Linked DNA regions of Mus musculus: region 1 is linked to region 2. Evidence: chromatin contacts called from public promoter capture Hi-C data. All regions are on one chromosome and are shown on one strand. Each heading gives the region's core, a stretch centred on a gene start, on an enhancer-like site or on the middle of the called end of the contact. The rest is flanking DNA. Distances are from core to core; before and after follow the strand shown.

Region 1 (4,534 bases), core at 838-3,337, 500 kb before region 2:
GGGGAGACATCTAGGCAGGGAACTGAGGGCCATTTATTTTCCCAGAGAGCCGTGGTCCATGTACCTCACCTGTCTGACCTCAGGGTCCATTCCCTGCCCCCTGGGCTCTAAGGCTGCACAGGGAAGGGCTGCCCAGTATGTCTAATGTGCTGCCTAGCACCCGAAATATATGCAAACCTCCCACAGATGCGCAAGCCCTTTGGCCCTCATCACAGGAACGCTCCTTGTCTGGTGTAAATTTTTGCTGACACCTGGTCATCCACCTCTCTGGGCTGAGAATTCCAACCCTATGGAGCTGGGCCTTGGGCTCTAGGCTGACACGATGTCCTGTGTGATCATCAGAAATGATAGCACCTCTCTGGGCCCTGGATTCTGTGTGTGGTGTGAGAATGGCAGTGCCCTCCCTACTTGGGCACATTGTTGAGATGGTGTCCCTCAAGCCTATACCGTGCCCGTGTTTTGTGTGTGTGCATCTGTATGTGTGTATGAGTATCTGAGTGTGTCTGTGTGTGCATCTGTCTGTGTCTGTCTGTGTGTGTCTGTGTGTCCATGTGTACGTATGTCTGTGTGAGTGTGCATTTGTCTCTGTGTGTTTTATATAAGCTTCCTCTGAGATTAAAACATTCTATCCTGCTGGGTAGCTCCTTAAGCAGGGAGGTAAACAACAACAAGAATAGTCTCAGGAACTCCCTGAAACTGAGCAGATTCCCTAGGCTCCTCCCTGCCAGAGTAAGCAGGGAGTAAGAAGACTCAGAACAAGAAGAGCAGCCTTCGAGAGATTTAGACCAACTGAGGCACCTGGGAAGGATATTCTCCAACCTGCTGAGCTGCCTGCAGGCAGTGGGAAGAGCTCCAGGTTCCCAGCTTGGTGAGCTGTCACCCATGCTGGGTGGGCTTTGGTGATGCAGCTGTCTCTGAGTCATTCCTGCTCCTGTAAGCAACCCTTCACCCATATTCCTCTAAGTAACTCCAGCAAAACTCATTAATTCATGAAGCTGGATATTGGTACTATCTGTACTTTAGGCTGTCGTGGGCTCCCTATCTGGGGTGAGCAGACAAGTGTGTTTCATCTCCCCAGGAAAGGTGTGTGTGTGTGTGTGTGTGTGTGTGTGTGTGTGTGTGTAGATTCACAGCAAGCTGCCCAGGGTCCCCCATGCTGCACCCCCCAGGCAGTGCTACTGGTCACATGCAAAGCCTCCCAGAACTGCTTTGTGCGGGGAGTAATGGTAAAGCAATGGAGGCCAGGAAAGAGTTGGCGAACACCGTAAGCAACAGATCTTCATCCTGCCGAAGCCTCTCCTGCACACAGAGGGAGCCAGACGAAGCCATTTCTTTAGGAAGAAACCAGCTACAGGAGGGAGGGGGGCTGGGATCAAGGAGAAGGCAGAAAGGCCCTTGGTTTATCGGTTCCATAGCTATAGATTAATAGACCTGTGCCCAGAGAGGATGCTTCACATAGCAATGGAGGCCTCCAGCCCACCTAAGATTCTTCCTACTCTATCCTGCCTGCCTCTATGCCGTGCTTGGAGTTTTTCCTGGTCAGTGAAGTTCTTTCCAGTGTCTTCCCACATGAAGAAGAGGGGGGCAGAAATGAAGGCGGTGGGCATCCCCAACACACTCAGCCTCTTTTACACCATTAGCATCTCCCTTGTAGTCAATACTGAAGCCCAGAAAGGGGACTCAGAGTCAGCCTCTCTCCCCACCGGAAACCATCAACAAGGTTATCTCAGAGCTAGCTCAGGTTATCTCAGAGTTTAACAGGTGATGGCTCCTTTCAGCACCACTTCCCGGGAGTTCCAACCTGGGAGGTCTTCCGCGGCTGAAAGCCTGCTTCCACCACCCAGGGCCCAACAGAGCTATGAAAGTCAGGACTTGAAGTGAGTGCCAGGCCCTGACTGTGGTTTCTGGGGATGAGAGGAACACTTGGTGCCTACGCAGGACCAGAGAGGGAGGGGCTCGGCTTGGGCCAGCAGCGGCTGTGTAAGCTGCCCCGCCTGTCGGCGTGGGGACGTGAGAAGCGCTGCTTCCTGGCTCCTGTCCCGCGCCTGGCCGCCCCGCCACGTCACCGCGCGGCCAAGGGTGCGCGCGGCGGGAGCGCGCCAGCAAGGAGGCGCGGCACCGGCCTGGGGCACCGCGAGGAGCAGGGACGGGGACGTGGCAGCGCCCCGCGCAACAGAAAGTTCCCTGGGAAGTTCTGCGCGACACGGCGCGGGAGCGGCGGGCGGGACCATGAACGTGTTCCGAATCCTCGGGGACCTGAGCCACCTCCTGGCTATGATCTTGCTCCTGGTGAAGATCTGGAGGTCCAAGAGCTGCGCCGGTGAGCGGCGCCCGGGGCGGGGCGGGACCGGACCATGGTGAGGACTTAGGCTCAGAGGGAAGCCGGGCGCGCGCGCTTCCAAAAACTTCAGCGAAGTTTTTCGACATCAGAGGATCCGGGAGATTATGAGGGAGCGTGGCTTCTGTCTCCATGAAGAGCCCTACCTCACGCTTCTCGCCCTATCCTTAACTGGGCAGCTGGCAGTATCACGGCTGCTGGGCGAGGAGTGGAGGGGGACCTTCCCCTGGGAGGAGACCATATTTGAAGTCGCCTTAGTCGTCGAGTCTTCATTCTCTCCTGCCTTTTATTTCCCCAGAGAGAGCCTTTTCCTGCCAGCTGGTGATATCAGCCTGGCCCAGGGATGTGGAGCTGGCTCTGAGTGGAAGGCGTTGGAGGGGCTCGCGATTTGTCTACAGGTCTAGCGGCCTTGCTGGGATGGGAAATATCTGGAGGCTGGGTTGATGATTTCAGTCCCCGGGTTAATAAGAAGCTGCCCATTGTCTTTCAGCCATCTCCGTTCCTAGCGTTCCCTGCCTGTCCCAGGCATGCAATTGAGTGTGAGCTCAGACTCTACCAGAGCTGGGGAGGCAGAGAGCAGCTGAGGGCTACGTGGACAGAGAGGATGGGCAGGGTATGTGCTCAAGGTACAGGGTACGGTGTTGAGAACACCCGTGCAAATACGTAGAAGCCACAGGGCATAGGGCATGTCCTGGGAAGGACACAGGAGGAAGAGGAATCCAGAAGGTAGGATGGACTAATGGTGAAAGGCTTTTTCCGGTCACATTCGGGATCCAGGATGAAGGAAACCATCGAAGAAGTAGGAGCAGAGGCAGAGGCTCAGCAGGTCTCTTGAGACTCCGGAAATGGAGGTTGAGAGCATTTTGAGATGTCACCTGGGAGGCTGATCAGGAGAGGGACTTGGTTGAGTATGGATCAGACACATTTTGGATCCAGTGGCTCTGGACTGAATTAGACGTTACCGGGGGTTTGTAGTAGTCAGTTGCCTGAGAGATCGTCTCTCACGGCCCTTCTGCTTGCTGGGCCTGTGACTTTGCTTTAGAGGTCCGGGGTAGGATTGGGGGAGTGCTTGTTACCTCCTCCCTCATCCTGTGAGGGACACTGTGCCCTGATACCCCAATGCCCTGCCTTAGGGAGCTGACCTACTGAGAGACCAGCAGAAAGCGACAGGAGGAGCAAATCAGTATGCGTTGCTGTAGGCGAAAGAAAAATGGCAGCTGGTGCCAGCCCCAAATGCCAGAGACACACTGGCCACTGTCCCACTGTCCTGCTGAGTTGTGTAGCCTGGGGCTTCTGTTTCCCTATCAGTCAGAGGGACTCACTCACGGTGTCTCTCTTCTCCTGGGCTTCTGGTAGGGATAGTGTTTATGTGTTTATGTGTGGAGCCACTATGGGTAGAACCCTGAGCCTACAAGGTTAAGAGGACTGGAGGATATAGTGGCCAGGTATCCCCCATGAAGCTGCTGCCTAGACTGTCCTAATAGGGCAGGTGCCTCTTTGGCAAGGGCTTGGTGAAGGGGCAACACAGCCAGCCCCACCTGGTCTAGGTCGCCTCCCCATCTGTGTCACCCCCTATAGGAGTTCCTTTATGGCCTCGTCTGTCTCCCTGCTAGGCTCTACTCAGGTCCTAGGTCTTGGTCACATGGCTCCAATCACATGTGCGGGGGATGGGGGGGAGGGGAAACAGGACTACTAGTGAGGAATGTGAGGCCCACACTCGCCTGCAGCCGGTATCTGGGCCCAGTGTTCTTCAGAGTGGGAGAGACCTTAGGAGTCTCCTCCATCATTAAAAATGTCACTCTGACTGGGTAGTGGTAGCACGCTCCATTAATCCCAGCACTTGGGAGGCAAAGGGAGGTGGATCTTCTTGAGTTCAAGGCCAGCCTGGTCTACAGAGAGAGTTTCAGGATAGCCAGGGCTACATAGAGAAACCCTGTCTCGAAAACATACAAACAAGACAAAAACAAAAAAACCATCCCAAGACTGCCCGTCACAACCAGAAGAGTGAGACAGGGAGTGTGGGCACAGGAAGGCAGAGTCACTACAGGGGTCACAGGATGCAGACCCTGTGTTCACTTGGAATAGAATCTAGACAAATTGCTAGGCTGGAGGGGGTGTGGCAAGAGCCAGGAGGGAGGATGGCCCAGGCAGCAGCTGGGACAAGGCTTTGGGTCTTTTAAGGACATTTGGAAGTCA
Region 2 (4,433 bases), core at 18-2,517:
TTAGGGATCTAGATTGGTCCACTGGAAAGAAACCCACCGCTGCCTCCTCCCCAGGAGCCCAGCACCCCGGACCTGGCCTCCCAGCCCTTGGGGCCACCCAGTGCCCGGCGCCTGACTCACGCGCTGCAAGGCTCCAAAGTTCACTGCAGGGAGAGGAGGGGGCGGCCAGGCGTGGGGGCTGGGACAACCAGGGAAGGATCCAGCCCTAGCCGCCGTCGCAACTCACCTCGGCGCTGACCAGACGCAGGTAGCAGCAGAGAGGAAGGAAGAGCGCCCAGCAGCGATTCATGCCGACTCCGGGCCCGGCCCCGCGGGGCCCCGGACGCGTAGACGGAGCGCGCCGCCCCCGCGGCCAGGGTTGGGGGCTGGGGAGGAGGGTGGGCTCCGCTCGGGTCCCCCGCGATCAGGCGATCAGGCCGCTGCAGCCGCCGCCGCGGCTCACCCGCATGGCCCCCGGGCGCCGCCGCCCCCGGCCCCGGCTCCGTCGCTGGGGGGCTGGGGAGGACCTGGACAAGGGACCGGGGTCCAAAGCCGCTACCTGGGCGGATCCCGAGCCCACGCGAGCATCCACAGTCTGGGGGCTGCGTCGCGAACCAGCCAAGGCGTCTAGCCGTGTGGGGGCGCGCAGGGGACTCCAACCTCAGAGAGGAAAAGGAACACGGCAGCCGATGGTTCGTCTTCACTCGCCCGCTAAAGGCGTGTTCCTCTGCCTGCTGGCTTAGCTTTTTTGCAACATTTTCTGGAACGGACCCCCAGATCAGAAAGCGCAGAGCTGGGGACCTCCAAGCCCAAGTCTCCAAAAAAAAACTTTTTCCAAAGTTGGCTTTGCAGCGGCGGCCCGAACACCCGGGCAGGGAGAGGTGCAAACTCCCGCCCGGGCCGGGTGGCGGGGCGGGAGCGTGTGCGCCCTGGCGCAGGGCCCAAGCGGCGGGCACGGCTGCTCCGAGAGCGCGGCGCGCCCACTGCGCGCTGGGCTGGTCCGGGCCGACAGGTGGACGCGGCTCGGGTCAGTCTGTCTATCTACCCACTCGCTCGCCACTCTGGGCTTCCTCTGCGGGTTTCGAGCTGCGGCTGCTCCGGCTTTCTCGTTGCAACGAAGCTAGAGGGTGGGCTTTTTTTTTTTTTCCTCCTTTCCCTTTTGCGCGTGTGTGTATGTGTGTGTGCGCAAAATATCTCTCTGGAGAAAGATGGGCGCTGGCGGCCGGAGGGAAGCCCTCAGGGAGGCAGCGGGGGAGGCAGGCAGGCTGCTCCCGGCTGCAGGAGAAGTTGCCACCCTTCAGCTGTTCCGGCCTTTATAAAGGAGAAGGGAGAGTGCAAGAGGTGGGTGGAGACAGCCTTTCCTCTCCTGGCCCGGAGTCAGCGCCGGGAGGGGGCAGGAACCAAGGGAGGTCCTCAGGCAAAGACTGCTGCTTGAGGGGTCTCTGAGAACTACGCAGCCCCTGTGACTGTGAATCTAGCCTCTTGGCAGGAACTGAAGGTGAACTGCGGCCCCACCCATTAGCACAGTGTTTAGGGGCCTGTCTGCAGGGCCAGGACCAAGGCCAGGAGTGTGGCCCCTGAACCCCAGAACCAGACATCTGCAACCTGGCAGCTTAGATTCCATTGAGTCTAATTAAATAGCTGGGTCACCTTGGGCACGTCACTTTCCTTCTGTGATTCACCCTACATTCTCTAAGTGGGGGACAAAGTGTGTGGATTAAATGTCAGAATGATCAGAAAACATCCAGCCACACACCAGCCCCAAGGTTGAAGCTCTAAACCCACAGCCAGCGGGAACCCTTCAGCTACAAACTGGGTCTGCCTCTCCTTGCTTGTCGCCTGGCACACAGCATGCGCTGCCATGCCAGCATAAGCTGAATTTGAGTCTGTTGAACTGCAAAGTCACTCAACCCACCCCACCCCCAGCCCTGCACCATCCTCCCAAGGACTGCCACCAAGATGCTGCCTTCAAGTCACCAGGGTGTTTACTACCCCTCTCTGCCCCCCACCCAGTTCCAGGCCCAGAGGCTACCCACCCACACCAGCACTCTCACAGTTAACACCTTCCACCCCCAGCTCAGGGAACTGCTGTGTCCCTGCCTTCAGCAGTCACACTGTCACAGTGACACAGTCACACGCAAGCACGCTTGCCAGCCCAGCACCCACCACAAGACCGGCAGGCTCACTGCAATGCCTCCTGCCTTTAGGGCACCTTGCCCTCATCCACTTCTGCTGCCTGTCATCTCCACTTGGTCTGTATCCCCATATCCACTGAATGGTGCTGTTGCCTCTCATGGCCCTGGATGAGGTGGTACTGATAAGGAAGAACCTCTCGGGCCTCTTTACACGTGGCTCCAGGTACCCCATTTTTCCAAATGACTAGCTAGCAGAGTGGCTGGGAGGTAGCCTGGAGCAGGTGACCTCTAAGGTAGGTTAAGCTCACCAATGGTACCTTGATTTCCTCTTCTGTAACTCGGAGACATAACCGGAGGAGAAGAAGAATTGCAGAGGATCGTGGGAAAATGAGAGGGGGCTGGCAATGTTTGCCATCTCTGTGACAGTGGGCTCCATAGGTTGGGTTGGGGGTCTGGGGAGACCCCCATTTGGTAAAATGCTTAGAAGAGGAGCTGAGTCCAGTCCCAGAACTCATCTAAACAGGCATCGGGAAGGTAGAGACTAGCACTTGCCGCCCGCCCAGACAGTCTAGACCAATCTGTGAGCTTCAGGCCAATGAGAGACACTATCTCAAAAGACATTGACAGTGTTTCTAAGGGTGACACTGGAGGTTTTCCAGTCACCTGAACACACGCGCAGGCATGCACACACACCACACACATATACATGAACTTGGTTTTAAACTGATACGTGCAGTACCTTGATGCAGTGAAAGGGGTTTGCCCTCCTCACAGAGTGGCAGGAAGCATACAAAAGAGACTCCTCCCTAGGACCATCATCCAGGACAGACAGATATGTTGAGACAAGATGACAGATAGCCCTGTTTGGGTGGAAATAATTCAACACACTTGACCCCCGTGTCAGAAGACTTAGATATTTAAAAGTACTTCCTCCAGACAGCTGGGTGAACTTGGCCTTGCTCTTGCCCGATGTCCTTATCTGTAAGTACAGTGGTAGAGCCACCAATGAGCTGACCCTGCGTCCCTGCAGAGCTTCTATAAGATATGTTGTTATTTTATCTTACCACCGTGGAGACTGGCCCACATAGGGACTGAGCAACTTGGACTAGATCACACAGTTCTAGTAATTTATGGGGCCACAACTTGGACTCCAGGGGTCCATCATTTTTATTATTGATTGATTGATTGATTAGATTTGTGTGTGTAGGTGTTTTGTCTGCGTGTGTATGTATGCGTGTGTATGTCTGTGCATTATATGCATGCATACAGTACCCAGAGAGACCGGAAGAGGGCGTCAGATCCACCAGGACTGAAGTTGGTTGTGAGCCACCAGGTATGTGCAGCTCTGGAAGAGCTGCAGCTTCTCTTAACCATGACCTGTCTCTCTAACCCCCAATAAGGAGGCGTTTTTGCACAGTGCTTCTGTGAGTGTTACACACCAGTACACATCTAGATGCTCTGTCCCCTGAAAGATGGTGTTCCCAGAAGGAATTTTGTTCCATGTCCTGAAGGAGCACACGGAACAGACATGAGGGGTGGAGCAGGGGAGCAAGGCTGTTTAAAGCAGCAGTCTTTTTTGGTTTGTTTTTGGGTTTTTTTGTTTTTTTCGAGACAGGGTTTTTCTGTGTAGCCCTGGCTGTCCTGGAACTCACTTTGTAGACCAGGCTGGCCTCGAACCCAGAAATCTGCCTGCCTCTGCCTCCCAAGTGCTGGGATTAAAGGCGTGCGCCACCACTGCCCGACTATAAAGCAGCAGTCTTGAGCACCTACTATGTGTAGGCCCTAGGTAAAGCATTTAAGAAATGGAATGAGGAAGGAGACCAGTCCCAGGACCTAAATGAGAGACCTTTAACTCCGTGTATGCAGACAGTTACATTAATGCTGTATGCAGGCTAAGGTGACAGGACATGTGTGCACAGGGATGAAGAGATGGCTCACCAAATTCAGTTCTCAGAACTCACTGTGCAAAGGTCATAAACATCTCACTCCAGTTCCAGAAGATCTGGCACCCCCTTCTGACTTCCCTGGGCACTGCCTCCCACCCAAATTACAAAGTAAAATAATAATAATAGTAATAATAATAATAACCCCAACGGGATAGGGGCAGAAAAGGCAGCAGGGACTGCAGATGCTGAGGTGCATGCTGGGAGAGCCCCTCGATCCTCCTTAAACCTCGAACCTCGAACCTCCTTAAAAGGGAGCCTCTTCCCCCTCCCCCCAGGATGGACACAGCAGGCACCTCTTCCAGGAAGCCTGTCAGGCTTGGTACTTGTACCGGGTTCTCTGTTAGCACCCCCACCGAGTTGTCTGGACATTGCT

Evidence for each region. Promoter capture Hi-C pulls out the DNA fragments that hold promoters and counts their contacts.
Region 1: a promoter capture Hi-C map of pre-B cells shows a contact between it and region 2, with 2.2 times the contacts expected there. The contact joins the promoter of Kdelr3 here to the promoter of Pdgfb in region 2. A contact is called at or near these places in 2 of 39 promoter capture datasets (hematopoietic stem and progenitor cells and pre-B cells) and 1 of 115 datasets of contacts at active chromatin or transcription factors (pancreatic cancer cells).

Annotation. Positions count from the first base shown.
Region 1 is chr15:79,514,321-79,518,854 of GRCm38.p6, forward strand. It overlaps Kdelr3 (KDEL (Lys-Asp-Glu-Leu) endoplasmic reticulum protein retention receptor 3), which reads left to right and starts at 2,088. Exons shown (of 5, transcript NM_134090.2): 1 at 2,088-2,320. The coding sequence starts at 2,230.
Region 2 is chr15:80,013,710-80,018,142 of GRCm38.p6, forward strand. It overlaps Pdgfb (platelet derived growth factor, B polypeptide), which reads right to left and starts at 1,268. Exons shown (of 7, transcript NM_011057.4): 1 at 227-1,268. The coding sequence starts at 289.